Regions from separate parts of the Mus musculus genome. Here region 1 is linked to region 2. Evidence: chromatin contacts called from public HiChIP or PLAC-seq data. All regions are on one chromosome and are shown on one strand. Each heading gives the region's core, a stretch centred on a gene start, on an enhancer-like site or on the middle of the called end of the contact. The rest is flanking DNA. Distances are from core to core; before and after follow the strand shown.

Region 1 (3,435 bases), core at 348-2,847, 440 kb after region 2:
GAATTATTAATTGAACATCCTTCATTTCACAGGGACTTTCTGCCTACACCCTTGCATGATGAACTAACTAGTGGGTACTGCCATCATTTCTCTGCATCCTGAAAAAAAAAAGCTAACACGAGACACAGAAGAGGCCTAATAGCTCTTCATATTCTGAAAGCAGGACTTTGTGATAAGGAATTCTCAGTGGGAAGAGTCATGTGCATGTTCCCCGCACAAACACAGACCGCAAAGATGTGGATTATAAGTGAATCATTAATAAACATGTGTGCATACTCTTCTGTTGGTTGGATTGATCCCTTTCTCCTTAATCTCTCACTAAAATCACAGTTATGAGGTTGGAGGAATGGCTCAGTGGTTGAGAGCGCTGGCTACTTACTCCTTCTGAGGACCTGGGTTCAATTCTGAGCACCCACACGGTGACTCACAACTTTAGTTCTGGCAACTTTGGGTGCTGCATGCACAAGGTGCACAGACACACGTGAAGGCAAAACACCAGCACACATAGGGTAAAAACAAATAAATCTTTCAAAAATGCAAGATGATGATAGTGCAGTGGGTGATTTTGCATTGTGGAACTAAGATATCACCATCTTGCCTGATGAGAGACTGTCTTTGGAGCAGAGGAATTCTTTTTTAATGCTAGAACAGGAGAGCACAGTATGGTCTGTATCCATTTTTTAATACTAGGTCTTGTGTAGCATAGGTGTGCATTGACCTCGATATGTAGCTAAGAATAACAGTGGACTTCTGATCCTCCTGTCTACATATTGCACATGTTGGCATTGTGGACGTATATCGTCAAGTGGGATGCATGCTAGCTAGGCATGTTCTACCAATTAATCTCCATTTCCTAAGCCCAAGAACTCACTGCCTCCAGTGATTCTTTCTGAGGTGAGAGTGTCCTCATTGGATCTCACTGTTTACCCTTCGCCTAGGAATGTCCCCTGCCCTTTGTAGAGCCCCTTGCCAATACTGTTCTTACATTTATCTCTTCATTATTCACCAGAGATAAGCCCTTGCATCTGCATGAAATGTGGATGTACGTGGAAACCTGGAGGCTATGTGTCATAGAAAAAGACCTGACCCGGCTACATGCAATATACCTTATTTGTCCTCAGCTGTGTAGAGGCTGTCCAGTGCACACGTGGGCAGGGAAATATGTAGACAATCAAGACAGAAGAATGCCAGGAAATCAGAGCCTTGGGCAACAGCATGCATCATGCAGCCGCTGCTCAGTGGGAATAAAAGGGCTTGAGGGGTTTTTTTTTCCCCTGCTGTTTTAAAATTGATATAAATAGATGTCATGCCGCTCTGTTCTTAGCCATAGTCACCACTGGGAATGGCTGTCAAAAGCCTATTCTATTGTAAAGACGCGTGGTAAAAATACGAGTTATACATACTCCTCTTCGAGCCCGCATTATGTATGTTCTGTATTACCAACAGGATCTCCATCCAGTCCAGGACACTTGCCTTAAAATGTAATTCAGCCTGCAGCCTGGGTAGTGTCATTTTGTAAAAAGGATTATGTGCTATAAATAACCATCCCTCAAACCTAGAAGTGGGACGGCTCATGAATAACTCATGAGCCATGGGCTGAGGCTCTGCCCTTTGAATCACAGAACATGTGTTCCCAGTCTCAAGAGGGAGAGAGCCTTCATTCTGTCCCCCTTTCAAATGCTAGGCTTGGACCAAGCCCAAGTCCTTCTGGGATAATCCATTGAACTCCACACTCCTCTCCTTTCTCATCTGTGTCTTCTCTCTGGCTTCCCTGCTTCAGCGGGGAGGCAGGTTCTGGACCTAAGGGCCTGAATCAATCTCTCTCTCTCTCTCTCTCTCTCTCTCTCTCTCTCTCTCTCTCTCTCTCCACTAAGTTCCCAGGTACGATCTAGATATCCTTCTGGGTTTCAATATAGTTTGTGTTCTGGTGCCTAGGGCCCAGCTCAGCCCCTGCAGGCCACAGAAAGCTTGGCCTGTTTCTGCTCTAATTTCTACTGGCAACCTTTGACCTTAGCAGGGATGATGTGGCTACAAGCCAAGTAGAGCCCATCAGAAGCCAGATGACAAGGACAACAGGATGGCCTCTGAGATTAAGAGACCAGCATGTTAGCTATTCAGAGCAGCAGGTCAGCCTGGTATTTGTTTTTGTTGGATTTTTGTTTGTTATTGGATTTTGGGGGTTTTGGGGTTTTATTTTTTTAAGGTTTTTGTTTTTTGTTTTTGTTTTGTTGTTGTTTTATTTGCTGTGGGGTATTTGTTTTTGTTGTTGATTTTTGGGTATTTGTTTTGTTTTGGGTTTTTTGGTCACCTATGTGGAGCAAAGTCAGATGTACATGTGCATGGAGGCCTGAAAGCAATCTTCAGTGTTCTTTTTCAGGATCCAGCCATCCTGGAATTTGAGACATGATGTCTTCCCTAGGACTCCCCAGTTAAGTTGCTTACCCAGTGAGCCTCGGAGACCAACCTATCTCCACACTCTGACACTGGGCATTTCAAGTACACATCTCCCTGCTGGTTTTTATTCATGCTGGTGTTGGGGATTGAACTAGGGTCCTCACATAAGCATGGCCAGCATATTACTTTCTGAGGTATCGTTATAGCCCTGATGGACTATCTCCACACCGTCCATTTTCCTGTTTTTTGAAGACGGGGATTCATATGATACAAGCTAGCTTCAAACTCGTTACATGTCTGAGGATAGCCATGAACTCCTGATTCCCCCTGTCCTTGCCTCCTGAGTGCTGGCACTGCAGGTGTGCCTACCATGCCCATCTTCAACCAGATCTTTGTAAAAAGCTGCACTGTTCTCCGTGCCTCAGTTAGCCAAGGCTAAATTGGAAGGAAGGAAAGAAGGCATCTGGGAAAGCATTGACGTGGTTTTGGGAAGTACCGGGGAGGCTCGGGTAGACTGAAAACATGGCCTCTAGACGGGCATGTGACAACACCAAGCACAAAGACCTGGTATCTTTATGGGTCTCCAGACCATATCCTGGCTAAGCATCAACTTAGATCAGTTCTGGAGAAAGAAATGATCAAACGAAAGGACAAATGATGATTTCTGTGATGACCTTCTGCCTGTTTTTCCCCTAGCCACATCCAAATGAAACTTCCGGAGCCAGCTTCAACTCCACAGCTTACTACTGTTGCTAGGAACAGTGGAGGGGATTCAGTTCCTGAGGGGAAAGGGAGACCTGAAAAGTGAAATGAAGAAGCCAGATGGGATCCCCTGTTCCAGGCTGAGACCTCAATCAGGAAGAAACACAGCCTCCTCGTGCAGTGCTAAAATAATCAGATTCTGTGCAAACCTATGACAAACAAGATGGTAAAACTTTTAAGACGTCACTATTACGATCCTTCCCCTTGTTTTCTTCTGTGCCTCAAGGCCCAATATGGCTTAACACAGTACCAGAACGTCTTGTCATTTTGTGATAATGA
Region 2 (3,667 bases), core at 949-3,448:
GTAGACGCTAGATCTGAACTGATCTGTTTCATTTGTTCCAGTTACCACACCACTTCTTGGCAAAAAGTAAATACTGAGAACCTCCCACATTAAATGACTCGACACTGAAATAGCAGAGACGAAGATCAGAGATGGGCTGAGGCTGCCAAATGCAACTAGTTAATACACAATGCATATCTAACTGAAACTGGGTAAGAGAGAACTAGTTAATAAATGGCACATGATAATCCTAAAACAAAAATATTATCCAGCTGAAATCAAACACGGAGCATTTGAACTTTAGGCTGGCAGTCCACCATTGGATGGGAATCTTCTGACTCAGAGCCCAGTGCAAGATCACTGTGCTCTCGTGGATAAGAGACATGAGAAAGACGGAAGCTAGGCAGAGTTGAGGGATTTGGGCAGAGGGAAAGCAGGTGTGGATGGATGTGGATGAATGTGGTCAAGCATCCTGTGTTGGGGCTCAGAATTGCTGAGTTGTTTGCAGAAAGGAGATGGAAATAAGACATCCACTCACCAGGTGGAAAAAGATGTGCCTGGGTGGGAAGCAGCATTTGACACACTTCAAAGAATATACGACTGATTGCTAACTCCTTGTCTAGTTGGCAGCTTGCCTGCCATTCTTGCTGGAGTCACAAAGCACAGAGCTCTCAAAGGAGCCTGAATCGTCCATCATCTTGGCTTTTGGTGCATTCCTGAGCCTATCTTATAAAAAGTACATGATTCTCCATATGTCTGCATTGTCCATCACATGATTATTCTAAATTATTTATGGGTATTTTGGGTTGTGCATGGGGTTTTAATTTTTTTAATGAGTCATAACAGTTTTGTCACAGGATTAGTCTAAGAGTGAATGGAACCCATGCTATTAATTTCCAAGGGTAATGACATATCCATGATTGATGAGAACATACAAAGAACACGTTGTAAGGTACGCCTGAGAGTTTCAGTCAAATTATTATCTAAGATTGTTTTTCCTTCCCTGTTTAAGTCTCTTTGCTTCATGGGGAGTATCAAGTAGAGACATTTCCAGAGATGGGGAAAGGCTTCAGCTGGAAATGTGCCTGTCACATCACACAGATATGAGGGCATTCGTACAGATACCCCAGCACCCATATGAAAGATTGGGCATGGTGCCATGTTTCAGTAATGACGGTGTTAGAGTGCAGCAGACACAGGACAATTGCTGGAGCTAGCTGACCACTCAGTCCAGCTGAGGCAGTGAGATTCAGGGTCAGTTAGAGACCTCAAGGCAAAGAACACTCGGGGAATATATCTACTGCCAACCTTTGGCTCTACACTTAATGCTCACACCCTTGCAAACACACACACACACACACACACACACACACACACACACACACACACAGTAGAAGTGGTGAGAGAGAGAAGAGAGCAGGAAAGGGGAGGGAGAAAATGTTTGTACTTAGAGTAGCTTCAGAGTTTGTGCCTTGCCTTATCCCAATGAGGATCAATGATGAGCCACATCAAAAATCCCTTTGTTCCTCTTCAATGGCAGGCTATTTGTATTAAATCCAAGCAAGAGCAATAGCACGCCCAGCACAACCCCTTTGCATAATCTTATATAGGATTAACAGGGTTAAACCTAGAACACCAGGGATGACTTTGCCCTTGAGACACACCTGTGAGTGAAACTGCCAAGCTGCCAGGGCAATCATTGTAAAACAGGGTTACACTTGAGCTATAGAGTTAACTGACAAGTTGGTGCAGAAGCAGTCGAAACTTCGCTCTTGCCAGGAAAGAGATCTGCAGAAACTATGAATAGAAGAGAAAAAAAAAAAAAGTTCAAGGTAAATGGAGCTGTTCGGCCTGAAGAAAGGCTGATTGTTTTTGCAAAAAAAAATTTCCCCACAGACTTGGCAGCAATTAACAGAGAAGTGATAACCAAGGTAAGAGAATGGAGATTTCAGATGAATATGTAAAAGACTAAAGTCATGTTTAATGCAAAGAAGTAAGCAAACAGTAGAAATAATTAAAAGCTGTTAAGGCATATGTCTGTTGGCTGACACATATGTTATTAGACTACAAGACTATATGGCCAGTTGCTTCTAAGAATTTGTCTTTGCCACAAACCATTCCAATGAGTAATAATGTACAATAACATTTGGTATCCATGAGGCACTGTCCATCCAGTCCGTCAGAGTTTCCATCCTCGGTGTTGCTCTTCAGCAGCCGGCTAGGTTATGACATCAACTGTGGAAGCAATTCGCCTCTGCCTTTTCCAAAGCAGCTGCCTTTGGTTACCTGTTTCAGCCAGCTATTAATTGTCTGCAGATGGAGGTTGTGACACAGGGGTGGCCCCTTTCTGCCAGTCATCGAGCTCAACATCTGGATCGCACCCCACCAACTCTTCTTTAATATTGGCCATTAAGGGATAAAGAGAGAAATGGCTGCTGGCTTTGTTTATTTATTTTAATCTCCGATTCAGTTCCTTCCACTTCTCTCCTTCCTCCTTCCTCATTCTCTTTCTCTTCCTCTTTCTGTTTCCTACTTACTCTGCTGATCCTCTTCCTCCTTCTTTTCTCCTTTCCACCCTTTCCTCCTTTGTCCCCTCCTCCTCTTCTTTCTCATTCTCTCTTTCTTTTCTTTTCCCTCCGATATTTTTCCCTCCTGTCTTCCTTCTCCCTAGACAATCACAGGCTGTGTTATCAGATTAACTTCCAACTACCTGGAATGCCAAAGTAGAAAATAGAAAACCTCAGAGTAACAGCCAACCATAAAGTAAGGTCTGGTTGATCACTGCAAGATTGGTATGAGTGTCTGTTACAGTCCTGCAGTTCTCTGGACTCCTGACATGTGGTTTCCATAAGGTCAAGGAGATTCCATGAGCCTCTGTCATCACTCCTATTCCACCATTTGGGAGGAGGGAGGGCAAGGAGAGGGTGTCTCTTCCATTTAAGGAAGTTTTTTGGAAGCTGTAATTTTACTCCTACCCACCCAGTAGGTGGGACTTAGTCATCTGTGTAAACCTGGCTATAGGGAACTGGTGAATGTGCTCTTTATCGGGGTAGCTATGCAGCTTCTTACAAACCAGAGGCTTCCTTACTGCGAAGCAGAAAGACAAATATTGCAGAACTTCTGGTTACACCTACAATGTGGCCTTCAAAGGTCCCAAAATAAATATAGTATGGATGTTTGTTAACTTAGACAATTGACTAGCTCGAACTTACAATAATTCCTATTGTAAAGTGGTCCCTGAGTTCCCACCAGAAAGGACAGACAAACACCAATTTTAGATAATTTATTCATGATATGCTGTAATCCTTCACAAATGCACTTTGTTTCAAGAAGCTCTTGATGTACTTTGTTAGTACTAAGAAGTTATATGAATTTAATCACTAATTTACATTTTCAAAGTACCTGTCCCATAAGATCATTTAATTCAATATATTATTTTATAATATATTTTATGAAATAATTATTGATTTCTAATAGTTATCAATAGCACCATTGTTCACAGATATGCTGATATCAACCAGTTCTGCAATTGTCAATTGTTTCCTAAGGTCACTCAACAACCACTATAAAGGTTGCAATAAACTAAAATGAGGCTTTGCATGGTTCAAGTAATGAGCTGATAAATTTTACCTCCCCACCTGAACTGAGAGTTTACAGAGACTAGAAAATGAGTTTGTTACATAGAAGT

What was found. HiChIP or PLAC-seq counts read pairs in DNA pulled down with a chosen protein or histone mark.
Region 1: an H3K27ac HiChIP or PLAC-seq map of embryonic fibroblasts shows a contact between it and region 2, with 25 read pairs. The contact joins two enhancer-like sites. A contact is called at or near these places in 2 of 15 datasets of contacts at CTCF or cohesin (both in the NIH/3T3 cell line), 5 of 484 Hi-C or Micro-C datasets (3T3-L1-derived adipocytes, adipose-derived mesenchymal stem cells and embryonic fibroblasts) and 2 of 115 datasets of contacts at active chromatin or transcription factors (the NIH/3T3 cell line and embryonic fibroblasts).

What each region holds. Positions count from the first base shown.
Region 1 is chr13:6,472,399-6,475,833 of GRCm38.p6, forward strand. No RefSeq gene overlaps it. Among named protein-coding and RNA genes, the nearest start is that of Pitrm1, 74 kb to the right of the region's middle. Within about 2 kb of position 1,598, at least 56 of the 459 cell types and tissues checked have an H3K27ac peak or open chromatin away from gene starts, as enhancers often do. A contact at or near this core is called in the NIH/3T3 cell line and embryonic fibroblasts, where this site is marked.
Region 2 is chr13:6,027,428-6,031,094 of GRCm38.p6, forward strand. No RefSeq gene overlaps it. Among named protein-coding and RNA genes, the nearest start is that of Gm46401, 110 kb to the left of the region's middle. Within about 2 kb of position 2,199, at least 67 of the 459 cell types and tissues checked have an H3K27ac peak or open chromatin away from gene starts, as enhancers often do. A contact at or near this core is called in the NIH/3T3 cell line and embryonic fibroblasts, where this site is marked.